4 separate regions of the Sus scrofa genome follow, and regions 1, 2 and 4 are each linked to region 3. The links are chromatin contacts, called in public Hi-C maps. All regions are on one chromosome and are shown on one strand. Each heading gives the region's core, a stretch centred on a gene start, on an enhancer-like site or on the middle of the called end of the contact. The rest is flanking DNA. Distances are from core to core; before and after follow the strand shown. Region 1 holds the start of NRIP1 (nuclear receptor-interacting protein 1). Region 2 has its middle 84 kb from the start of NRIP1. Region 3 has its middle 160 kb from the start of NRIP1. Region 4 has its middle 65 kb from the start of NRIP1.

Region 1 (2,925 bases), core at 414-2,913, 160 kb after region 3:
CAGGGGCCCGGGGCATCGAGCTCATTCCACAGGGCAAATGCTCGCCTTGGGGGGCACAGCCCGGGGACCCGAACGCCCGGGGTCCCCTCCTGGGTGCTGACGCCTCAGGAGCCCCCTCCTTCCATTTCACCCCAGGACACGCGTCCCCTTGGCCCCTTCTCGCCACCCCCAACTTCCACCACCTTGTAATCTGTGTGTCTTGCTTTAATCTTGGGGGACAGGGGCACTAACTGCAGGTCACTTGGACCCCACGCCCAGCACGTAGGAGGCACCCAGGGATTAAATGCGGAGTGACTCCCAGAGGAAAACTGGGAAGGAGACCTGAGGAGTGCTCCGTTCGGCTCCCCAGACGGACGGAGGACCCAGGAGCAGGGTTTTTCTTCAGCTGCTTTGTCACTGCGAAGTCTCCAGCGGAGTCCGTCAGCGAATCTACATCATCCCCGGGAAGAATCTGACCCGACCAGACAAGGCAAAAGGCACAGGGCTGCCACTTCTTCAGCAGCTCTCCCTGGTTCAAGCTCCGAATAAGAAATAACAATTACATCACGAGGCTGGGGCGGCAGCGCGGTGGAGCCTCTTGGTTTCCTGCAGCCAGATCTCGCTGAACCCGCCTCTAAATTGAGGGGGATAAGGATTGGTGAAGAGAGAAAGTGGAGGGAGGAGAGAGTCATACGAAACCGTAATTTCCCCTTTCTCCCTGTATTTGCTGTTTTAAAATCTTATCCTCAGCGCTCCCCAGACATCTAACTAGAACTATTAACACCCCCTCAACACCTCCCCAGATGTCAGGTTTCTTTTTGACTACTAGCATCTAGCATTTAGTAACTCGCCATGAAAAACAAAATTACCGGGGGAAATGAGTACCGTTGCTGAAATTGTTTTTGCTTGCTCCGAAACGCTAAAGTGCAGCTTAGCCTCCCTTTAAACTCCGAAATGGCATGCCTGTTTTAAAACACTTATTACACAAAACAAGTGAGTGGATGAGGCATTCCATTCTTCTATGTAGGAAACCTTGTGAATTCCATAGCATTTGAAAATAGAGTTGCTGGTGCACTTAAAAAAAAGAACTATCCAAGTCATAAACAGTATTCTATGCCTGTTATGTAATGGCTGTGCTGTGCATTTAAAATGTCATTTAACCTTTACAAATATGAATGAGAGTTCTGGAATACCTTCACAATCTGAAAAGTGAAAGCAATTTTTCAAATTAATTCTTAAATCCAGCCCGTAGCACAGTGCTGGGTACATGGTAGGTTTATTTTGCTCCATGGTGATACTGCATTTTAGAACAATTCTTTTACATCACTCTGGTGGTTGATTCAACTGTGCAGTCTGTCGCCCTCTTATACAGTTTAGACCTCTTATGATAGTTTGTTATTTGCATATACCACTGTTTGAAATCTGTTCAAGACAACTTGGTAAAGTCTGCTGTTCTATAGCATAACATTAACCCAGGATTGATGCAAAGCCAAGTCTTCCAATTAAGTGATGATCAGCATAATTGGAGCTTGGCTCTTTAAGGAGTCAAACTTGTTTAAAAATAAAAAAAGTCAAACTTGTTTTAACTCTTGTACAAATGTTTTCTATGTATTATAAATATTTCTGTTTTCTAAAACAGTTTGGCTTTTTGTCGAAATTCTGGGTTAATTTTATTTAAAGTGTTTATTATATAGTAGGTTATAGTGGATTTAGCAACTACGTCCAGTTCCTGTTCTTTATCAGGCTTCTTCCAAGGTGTTAAGGCTGCTCCCAGGAGGTATATAAGCCATCAGTCTCTGCCCTGAAAGACTCTGGGATACTGGGACTGAGTGATTATCTCTGCCCGTTGTAGTTTCTCTCCCCCTTCTCTAACTGACAATCTGGTGTCTTTTCTCTCTTTTGCCAGCATGCCTGCCTCCAACATTCTCCTCCTCTTCTGATTGGCAGCTGCTAGTCTGGTGAGGTCTGAGAATCCAGATAGCCTCACTTGTCACAATACAGTCTAAAGTAAAACTGAGTGGGTTCCCTGGAAGGAACTAATGTGCTCACCAAGGAGTAAAGCACATGAACCTTAGTGCATAGATTCTGTGACACATTTGGACCGCTCAACTGTTGCTCTGAAAATATTCTTTTTGCTTCTTAGCAAGAGTTTTAGATGATTGCAGTTGGTAGATAAACAACTTCCTAAGTCAGGTTATATCAAGTTTTGGTCTTGCCCTCCAACACTAGTGTTAAAAAAGTCTGCTGCAATATGTTAGGTGACTTAACAAAGCTGCTCACCTCATTATTAAGCTCTCTTCTCAACCTCACAGAACTCCAATCATTGAAATCCTGAACTCTTTTTGGTAGTGCATTAGTGTTAAGTAAATTGCACACCTTTTGCAGAATTCATTTTTACTTAATCATTCTAATTGTGTTGGGGCTATTTTGTTGTTCTTTGTTTTTTTTTTTTTTTTTTGAAAAAATCAATACCTAAGTTTCCTGGCTAAGAGAGTCATTGCAAGGATACTGGGGCATATATGTAATATAAGAATGCCTATTCAGTAATTTGTGTAGTGAAGACAACTCTCATATAACCAATCGTGATGTGAAAAAGACACCCTTGAGCTTATATACTTAAACACACAAGTAGGTTTACAAACCCTGGGGTTCCTGTGGGCTCAGAGACTTACAGTTCGGGCTCAATATGTTCATCCCCCACAAAGAAGGCATCTGGGAGAGGCGTGCTTATGATGTGCTCCCTGAGTCTGTCCTGCTAGAGCATTGTTCACACCAGTTGGTGACAGGATGTTTAACCATTCTAAGTTCAAGTACTACAGCCCCAGGGGCCATATCCCTCTCGTTCACATTTGGGTACCTCCATCACTTATCCCTGGCACACTGTGTGTGCCAGCGGTAGCCATCCGGTAGATATTGGACAAGATACTGTCATAGCCACAGGACAGA
Region 2 (2,873 bases), core at 2-2,501, 250 kb after region 3:
AGTGACTAAATGAATAGCCTGGAGTCAGTACCTCCACCAAAGCCTGTTCACTGATCAATAGTGAACAAACTTTAGCAACTGAGACAGTGTCTATATATTTTTTGGCTGGGGGCATGGAAGTGTGAGTATCTTCAGTAGGACTAGGATTTCTTTTATGGATGATAACTAATGCTTAACTCACTAATAACCCATGTTCCTTTTCCTGAGTCTAGACCCTCTCTTTAAATAGCTAACACTTCGGGCTTATGGATATCAATTACTGATGTGCTGAAGTGAAGTAGAAATGTGTTTATTTAGGAAGGAGAATGCTTTTTTCCTGTTTCTTAAAAAGTGTATTGAAATATAGTTGATTTATAATGTGTTAATTTCTGCTGTGCAGCAAAGTGACTCAGTTAATGCATATATACACAAACATATACACACATATATATATTCCTTTTTATATTCTTTTCATTATGGTTTATCACAGGTTACTGAATATAGTTCCCTGTGCTACATAGTAGGATCTTATTGTTCATCCATCACCTATATGCTAATTTACATCTGCTAATCCAAACTCCAAATCCAGGGAAGAAGGATGCTTGAATGTGCACTTAAATTGCTTGGACTTCCAGCTGCTACAAAACATGTCTTGGCTACAGTGGCTGGGGAAATGATGTATGTGACAGGGGTCACCATTATTTAACTCTCGCGCCACTGAGAAGCTGAATGTGCAGAAAGAAATGAGGAAAGGAGGAAAAAAATGGGGGAAGGAAAAAGAAGGGCGAAACGAGAAGAGGTGCAGTAAGGAGAGATGAAGTGACACCAGTCATTGCCCGGTGTGACATTTAATGGCACCAGGACTGTGGTGACCTTCTCTGAGTATAAACTGGGCCACAGTGTGTGGCCTCTGGAGCAGTCATTGCAAAGCGGCCCCTCTACAAGGGCCTGTTCTGAACAGAAGAAAAGGCTTCTCTTTGGAAGGACCGGCCCATGTTCCGGCCCCATCAGTGAGAAGCAGCCCAGACGCCTACCCCCATGGCCGGGATAAAGGAGAGAGGGATCGTATTTTAAAGCTCCATTAACAAAGAACTTTACTCAAGGAGGAGCTGTTAATAAGTAATGAAACAAAGTGCCTGTTATGGAGATTAAATGCCCCGGTGTCTAGGTACAAAGTTCAGGCTGCAAAGTGCAGCTGTCACCCTGTCCATAACCCCACCGCAGCCTTAGAACCCCTGGTTCAAAGTGTGTCTTGCTGCCTTCCTGTTACCAGGCTGCCCGGCGCAAGGTCTGGCCAGGGTTCAGAGTTCAGTGTCTGAGGCTCCGCTGACTGCCTTCTTTGTTTAGCTGGGGCCAGCTTTAGATAAGCCTCCAACTGCTTATTTAAGACGATTATGACATACAACTGACAGATTATTTTCCCAGATTCTTACACTTATGTTTCACATGCAAGTTTAAACAGTCCCAAACTAATTTCTCAAGGATTTGTGTGTATACAAAAGCAATTGATAGCAGAACATATGAAAGACTAGGTCAGAAATCTATTTCTAAGGAATAAGTGTGGTCCAAGCAGACACATCAGACTAAGGGCTTTTGAAGTAGGTCCTTGTGAGGACAATTTCCAGACAGGTCAAAGAATTCTCTCTCTAATGATCAAAGAGCAAAAACATACTAGATTTACCCTTGAGAACTGAGTAAGTCCTTTCCCTGTATAAGAGTAGACCAGTGGTATTCATTTCTGTATAGAGAATCCCTCTTTAGCTGTTTTTTTTTTTTTTTTTTTTTTTAATATTTATGAAGGACTTGGAGGGAAACATTTTTCAAGTGGTTCCCACTTTTTGACCTGATCTAGCAAGAATCTCCGGAAGGTGGGCAAAACTTTAATTAGCATCCCCATTTCACAGATGAGGAAACTGCTGCTCAGAGATGTCAGCAACTTGGCCTAGGTTGCAGAGTTAATATATTCTAGAACCCAGACCACAGTCCATCTCTTTGCCTTTCCTCTCAGCACTTTTTCAACTGGTCCAGCCTACCTCTCATGTCTGGATGCCAATTTTCCTTACATGGGTGTAGTTCTTTTTCCTTCTTTACTTTATGGAAAATAAAATCCAGGAGGGCAGGTAGTTTGGAAGATGTAATTTGAAAGAAGGCTTTAGGTAAGGGTTTTGAGAAACAGGATTTGACTCTGTGTTGGTCTAGAGCCAGCACCTGTGGTTCAGGCTCTCCCTTCCTCCTGGCCCCCAGTGCCAAGGAGGCAGGATTTTAGATTCCTTACCAAGTGGGTCGGTTAGGAAGCTGCTCCTTCCAGTGATAGCATGGTTAATATTTTACCTCGGGGAGGAGCACAGCCCACAATGATACACTAGAGCCCCAAATGCTTAGAGTTTAGGAGATAAGTTGCTTGTGATTCATAAAATTAAGCTGAGATTTTCCTGGCTCACATTTTCTTTATATTAGAACAGACTTTGAAAGATCCTCACCAGGTTTCATTCCTTTGGCAGCTTCTTGTAAAAGCCTACAATGATCCAGATATTTATTTATGTATTTATTTATTTCATATGGAAATTCACAGGTCAGGGGCCTATGCCCCAGCCACAGCAACACCGGATCCAAGCTGCATCTGCAACCTACAACACAACTTGTGGCAACACCAGATCATTAACCCATTGAGTCAGGCCAGGGATTGAACCCACATCCTTATGGATACCATGTTGGGCTCTTAAACTGCTGAACCACATTGGGAACTCATAGATATTTATTAATATATTTATTTGCAGATGTTTACATATATAAATGTTTTCACCATTATCTACTGTGCCCCACTGCATGCAAAGGAAAAGGCACAAGTATAAAGTCAGGTGCATTCCATTCTTAGTCTTTAAAGAGCTCGTAAG
Region 3 (2,700 bases), core at 151-2,650:
TCTCTTGTTTCTTGGGTCCAGGAAATGAGACCATCATTGCTCACCCCAGTCCAAACTTGCTTTATCTCAGAGTTCAGTATCAGCTCGGTCCTTTGTCACCACGCTGCTGGGAGGATCTCTTTTGTACAAGAAAAGAAGGACAGAATGTTGGAAGGGAACTCTCCTTGACAGATGGGAATGAGAGTGGTGTGAGTAACTAACTGGAGGCAATAAAGGTGTTAGCGAATCGCAGGAGGGAAGAGCGGACCAGGATGACTGACTCTTCCACACGCTGCGTGTTGCACCAGTGCCAGGGAGAGTTGCCTATCTCAGCTTCAGTGTTAAGAGCATGTGGCTCCCGCAGATTCACAATGCATGCATCGGCTTTCTCAGCATCACAAGCACTGGCGGGGTCCTCATCCACCTGACAGGGCTACCATCTCTTTGCCACCCTCCTTTCCAAAGCCTGTTCTCCTGGTCATCCCTCCTTTCTTTGTCCTAGTTCTTTTGTTCTTCTCCCCTCTGTTCTTCACATCTCTCTACATGATTTCCTCCTCTTCCTTTGGGATTTTTGTCTTAAAGTAAGGAGAGTCTCATCATCACGGTCAAGCCAGTGTCATGTAACCAATTACCCTCAAATCTAGCTCTATCCTCCATGTTAAGAAAACCCAGCTGTTGCTAAGAATGGTGTATCTATACAGTGTTTGTGTATGAATCATAGCAAGAATTCTTAAGGCAAGAAGACTGCTGAACCAAAAACTGTCATAACACAAAAGATCTTGAATGATTATTACCTCCCCCCAACTACATTCCATTTGACAACCAAGCAAATCACGACTTGGAAAAGTTAAATGTGTTCCTGAGGTTATACCAACCATCAGAGTGAAGGGGTCACTTAGGACCTAGGCTTCTGAATTCCCTATTTTATGAATTTTAACATAAAAATAAAAGCTACGGATCCTCTAGACCTCTATGCTGCATCCCTCTACTACAGAAGCAAACACAGCGAAAGAATCAGGGATGCTCTTTTGTTCTCCTGTTAAGTGTCTAACCTCAAGGAAGTCACTCACCTCCCTGGTTCTCGGTACTCCCTTTCACAGCTGAGGAGCCTGGACAGATCATATAGTTACTTCTAGTTCCAAAATTCAATGACCCTTTAAGCTTAACTCCTTTCACCAGAATACCTGTCATTTCTAGGTAAATGGTGTTCTCAGTCCTTTCTGCTAAAAGAGGTTAAGTAAATAAAAAGGAAAGATCGGGCTCTGCTTTTGGCCTAAATTATAACTTCATGACCAAGGATGAAAGAAGTTAATAGCAATAAGAAAGCTTCCAGAGTCTACCATTTACAATTTAAATACTTTACTTGGGAGGTTAAAAGTTCAAAGTTGAGTCATAGTCTGAGGTGGCTCTGCTCTTTCTTTTTAATTATCTGAGGTCAGGAAGTTAATAATACCAGAAATCCCCAGTGGAGACCTCTTGTGCACTGTGTGAACTTTAAACTTGCTCATTTTTTTTTTAAGGGTAAAAAGTTCAGTAAAAACACAGTGGACTTTTCCTCTGAGCCTCCACCCATTCATCCCCCAAGGTCAAAAGTTGAACTGTAAAACAGAAACCCTTGTTCTCTGATCCACATTTAAACAGATCACTTATTAAAAGGTAAACATTCCAAATGCAAGCTAAGATCCAAAGTGAATCTGTTCAATAAAAATAAAAATATTGTAATAAAATGTCTTTGATCTTTATCACTTGACTTGGAATTGAACATCAGAACTTATTTTTTTGAATCTCAGAGAAAGAGCAGTCGGTAAAGCTTTTTCCTAACCTATCTCTGCCCTGAGATTGGCTTATCTGGAAAAGTTAGATCTAAGATATTTTTTAAATAATTGTGTTTACAGTCTCATCTTAAGGCAATTTTTACAATGAATTCTACATGATTTACATTTGTTTGTTTTGCTCAAAAACAGTTCAAGTGTGGTTTAAATCAGAAAGATTTAAAGGACTGTGGAATTAAGAGGTTTGCTGAAAATGAAGAGGGATGTGGAGAAAATAGAGAAATGGATGAATGAACACAATGAACCTCCTGGGAATAAGGAATGGACTATATTTGAAAACTTCAAATGTTAAAGTTCAAAAATGGAGCCATGAGAACAGTGGTAGAGCCCTAAATATGTACAGTTGACCCTCCATCTCTGCAGGTTCCACATCTTCAGATTCAACCAACCATAGATCAAAAATATTCAGAAAAAAAAATTCCTGAAAGCCCCATAGATGCCAAGGGACGGCTACATTTAATAAGGATAAGACTAGCTTTCTTAAAATAAAAATGGCAAATTTAAGAAGTATGGAAGAGCCAACTAAATACTAACCTAATCCAATCAATTTGCTTAGAAAAACTCCCTGAATCACCATTAGACTGTTATGGTATGTACCCCCAAAGTGTCCTTTTCTAATAAAGTAAATAATATATGTGTCTACTTTTTTTCAATGTATACTCTTTGAGAATGCTTTTCCTTAAAAAAAATAATAAATAAAAAGTCCATTCTGTGAATGAACATTTGCTCCAAAAATCTTTTAAGAAATCACCTGTGTCATAATTTATCCAAATATTTTTCTACCTTAATAATTTTTGGACAGCTTAATGAGAAAAGTAGAGAAAATAGTGAGAACCTTGAAATAAAGGTTTACAATGAACACATGCATAATAAAGACTTTTCACTGATG
Region 4 (2,761 bases), core at 123-2,622, 230 kb after region 3:
ATTATTTGGACAATATCACCTCTGAGATAATACGATTTGGTCATTAAAATGACTGAAATAAACATACATGGAACCACTAATTCATGTGTCTGGACTGCATTAATGATCAAATTGAGAAACAGTTCACATAATCCAGTTATTTGTGTGGCTATCACTCAACAAATATTAATTGGCTGCTCTTTGTAATACATTACAGCAAATAGTTACTATACAAAATGCCAATTGAACACAGAGTGCTTTTTCTTGTTTATTCTATAAAAAATCCTTCAGAAGAGTTGAAAAGAAGACAAATCAGATTCAGAAAATGTCATGACTGAAAAAGCAGCTTTAATTAGGAACTGGAAATAGAAATCGAAAAACAACCAAGAGCCAGTGAGGTGTTTTATTTGGGAGCTTTCTTATTTATCAGTGTTCTTTACTGATACATGGATGTTAGATGTGGGCAAAGTGAAAGACAGATGATAAATTTCCATTTAATATGAATTGTTATGGAACTTGTCTTGCAGACAGAAGCAATGTGGAGAACAGAGGTGAACACAGATATGGTTTTATTAGATATATGTATTCATTCAACAAATATTTTTTTGAGGTCATGTTATTTTGCAAGCGCTATCTAGGCACTGGGGTTCTAACACGAATTAAGCATGGCCCCTGCCATTGGTGAAGCAACCAACATGAAAAAGCTAATTTGGAAGGGGTGGTGGTGAAGGGTCTCTAAAGTAGATGAGGTGAGAGTCAGACTAAATGAGGAAAGAGGCTCAGAAGCCAAGGAGAGAGAGTTGTGTAATTGGTTATCAGCAGTGTCAAATTCTGTACATAAGTCAAGGAGCATCAAGATGGAGAAATGCCATCTGGTTTTGGCAGTGAGCGTGTTACTGGAGACCTTGGCAAGGCTAGCTTCTGGGAAGTGGCGTGGGTTAGGGCTGGTCTGGATCAGGTTCAGGAGTATTTTCACTGAGGAACTGAATGCATCTGGTGCACTCTAGGAGTTGGGAGAGGTAGGGGAGGGAAACAGTTGTTAGAGGGTGTATTTCTTGAGGCCCTGGGATATCTGAGACAGCAAAAACCCCCACCCACAGGCTTTTAAGTTCTATTTTGTGAAAACCCTAGCTTTCACCAGCAATAAGGAAAGGGCATTTACATCTTCAAGTAGCCTTTGTTGAGCTTGTTTGTTCTCTCCGGGGCAGTGAGTCACTCTGGAACACTGACCCTGCCATTGAAGTCAGCAGATTCTATTTGGAGAGCATTGGCGATTGTGGGGGAAGTTGTTTAAAAAGTTGACAAAAACATTTACTCTCCCTGATACGCTAAACACCTGCGTGTATTAGTTTTGGCAACTGAATATCAGCTTGGGAGCACGCGAATGCTGTTCGAGTCAAAGCAAAGGGAAGTCTCGTCTTCTGAAGGAGCTAAATGTACATGACACAGGAAGGAGTTATAATACTTTCTATTTTGGTTGTCTCTCATTTGAAAAGAATTTTAAAGAGAAAAGTGGTTCTGCAAATGCCAACTTCAATTAAAATGCTAAATACTAGTTGCAGTTTCCCCACCTCTGCCAAAGGGAATATGTCCAATGTGACCAGCCACCTGTTTCCCTTTATAAGAGCTCAAGACTGCTGCTTCATCCAGCACACTGGACTGACACTAAATATCAGTGTGATGATGAATCAAAAGTCAACAGCAGCAGAGTTTTATTTACCCAGAAGTGACCTTTAGTAAGGTCATCTCTTTTTGAGAGGACATTGCAGTCATTAAAGTTGAAACCCTTATGCAGAGGCTCCTTAAGCCTATTTAAGGCATGAGATGTAGGGCATCATGATCTTCAGTGTTTCCAATTTGATCAAATATACATATATCTGTATATGTATACATACGCCAACATGTCGGCGGAAGATGTTTGAGCAGAGAGTAATGGCACATGGTTTGTGATGGCTTAACTAGACACAGTGAAGGTCATAGAACTAGAAATTTAAGAATCAATTACGAAACAGGCTAAAGTTGCAGTCAAGAGAGTGGGTTTGGAATCAGTAAGACGTGGGTTTTAATGACAGCTGTGTCATTTATTAGCTGTGTGGCATCAGTGGCCTAATTTGTTTTTGACCACGCCTATAGCATGTGGAAGTTCCCGGACCAGAGACTGAACCCCGGGCCACAGCAGCAACCTGAGTTGAGCCACCAGGGAACTTCTGACCTAAATTTTTAAGCCTCTGTTTCCTCATCTATAAAATGCAAATAATACCAGTATGCCTAATGTATGCTGTTCTTTTAAGAATGAAGTGACACGGTTCATGCAGCTTAATCCAAGACCAGGCATATATAGTAAATGCTTCATAAGTAATGGCCATTATTTCCCTCAATAATTCCTTGTTGATCAGGAAAATAGAAACCATTAGCGTTCTTTATAAGAGTTAATATAAAAATGAATGTATGAAACAACTTGTAAAAATTCTAGTTTTGGAAAACAATCGAAATATGTCTAAGAAAAACTATAAGCATGATAAATCCAATCTAAGAAGACTGAAATGAGAACATTTTAATCACCAAACAGAACCCAGAAAAAGAACCGAAGGGTTTTAAAAGTTATATCCACTCCTAAAATTTAATAAGATTCTGATTTTGCTAATGTTAAAAAACCTCATTTCTACTAAATGTAAAAATTAGAAATTAGCTTTATCATATATATAAAGCATATCAGCACTCTTGGTGAAATTAATAGTAAAAAATTATTCCAAGTAGGTTCTGTGGGACACGTTAGTGATAT

What was found. Hi-C and Micro-C count contacts between places; a contact is called where the count stands out from the background.
Region 1: a contact with region 3 is called in a Hi-C map of liver, with 1.9 times the contacts expected there. The contact joins the promoter of NRIP1 here to the enhancer-like site in region 3. A contact is called at or near these places in 1 of 5 promoter capture datasets (liver), 6 of 47 Hi-C or Micro-C datasets (brain, embryonic fibroblasts, liver and 1 more) and 2 of 2 datasets of contacts at active chromatin or transcription factors (alveolar macrophages and skeletal muscle).
Region 2: a Hi-C map of liver shows a contact between it and region 3, with 6 times the contacts expected there. The contact joins two enhancer-like sites. A contact is called at or near these places in 3 of 47 Hi-C or Micro-C datasets (liver and skeletal muscle).
Region 4: a Hi-C map of liver shows a contact between it and region 3, with 3 times the contacts expected there. The contact joins two enhancer-like sites. A contact is called at or near these places in 4 of 47 Hi-C or Micro-C datasets (liver and skeletal muscle) and 1 of 2 datasets of contacts at active chromatin or transcription factors (skeletal muscle).

The regions. Positions count from the first base shown.
Region 1 is chr13:179,914,563-179,917,487 of Sscrofa11.1, forward strand. It overlaps NRIP1 (nuclear receptor-interacting protein 1), which reads right to left and starts at 1,664. Exons shown (of 3, transcript XM_021070819.1): 1 at 322-1,664.
Region 2 is chr13:179,998,835-180,001,707 of Sscrofa11.1, forward strand. No RefSeq gene overlaps it. Among named protein-coding and RNA genes, the nearest start is that of NRIP1, 84 kb to the left of the region's middle. Within about 2 kb of position 1,252, at least 19 of the 83 cell types and tissues checked have an H3K27ac peak or open chromatin away from gene starts, as enhancers often do. A contact at or near this core is called in liver, where this site is marked.
Region 3 is chr13:179,751,946-179,754,645 of Sscrofa11.1, forward strand. No RefSeq gene overlaps it. Among named protein-coding and RNA genes, the nearest start is that of NRIP1, 160 kb to the right of the region's middle. Within about 2 kb of position 1,401, at least 8 of the 83 cell types and tissues checked have an H3K27ac peak or open chromatin away from gene starts, as enhancers often do. A contact at or near this core is called in alveolar macrophages and liver, where this site is marked.
Region 4 is chr13:179,979,774-179,982,534 of Sscrofa11.1, forward strand. No RefSeq gene overlaps it. Among named protein-coding and RNA genes, the nearest start is that of NRIP1, 65 kb to the left of the region's middle. Within about 2 kb of position 1,373, at least 33 of the 83 cell types and tissues checked have an H3K27ac peak or open chromatin away from gene starts, as enhancers often do. A contact at or near this core is called in liver, where this site is marked.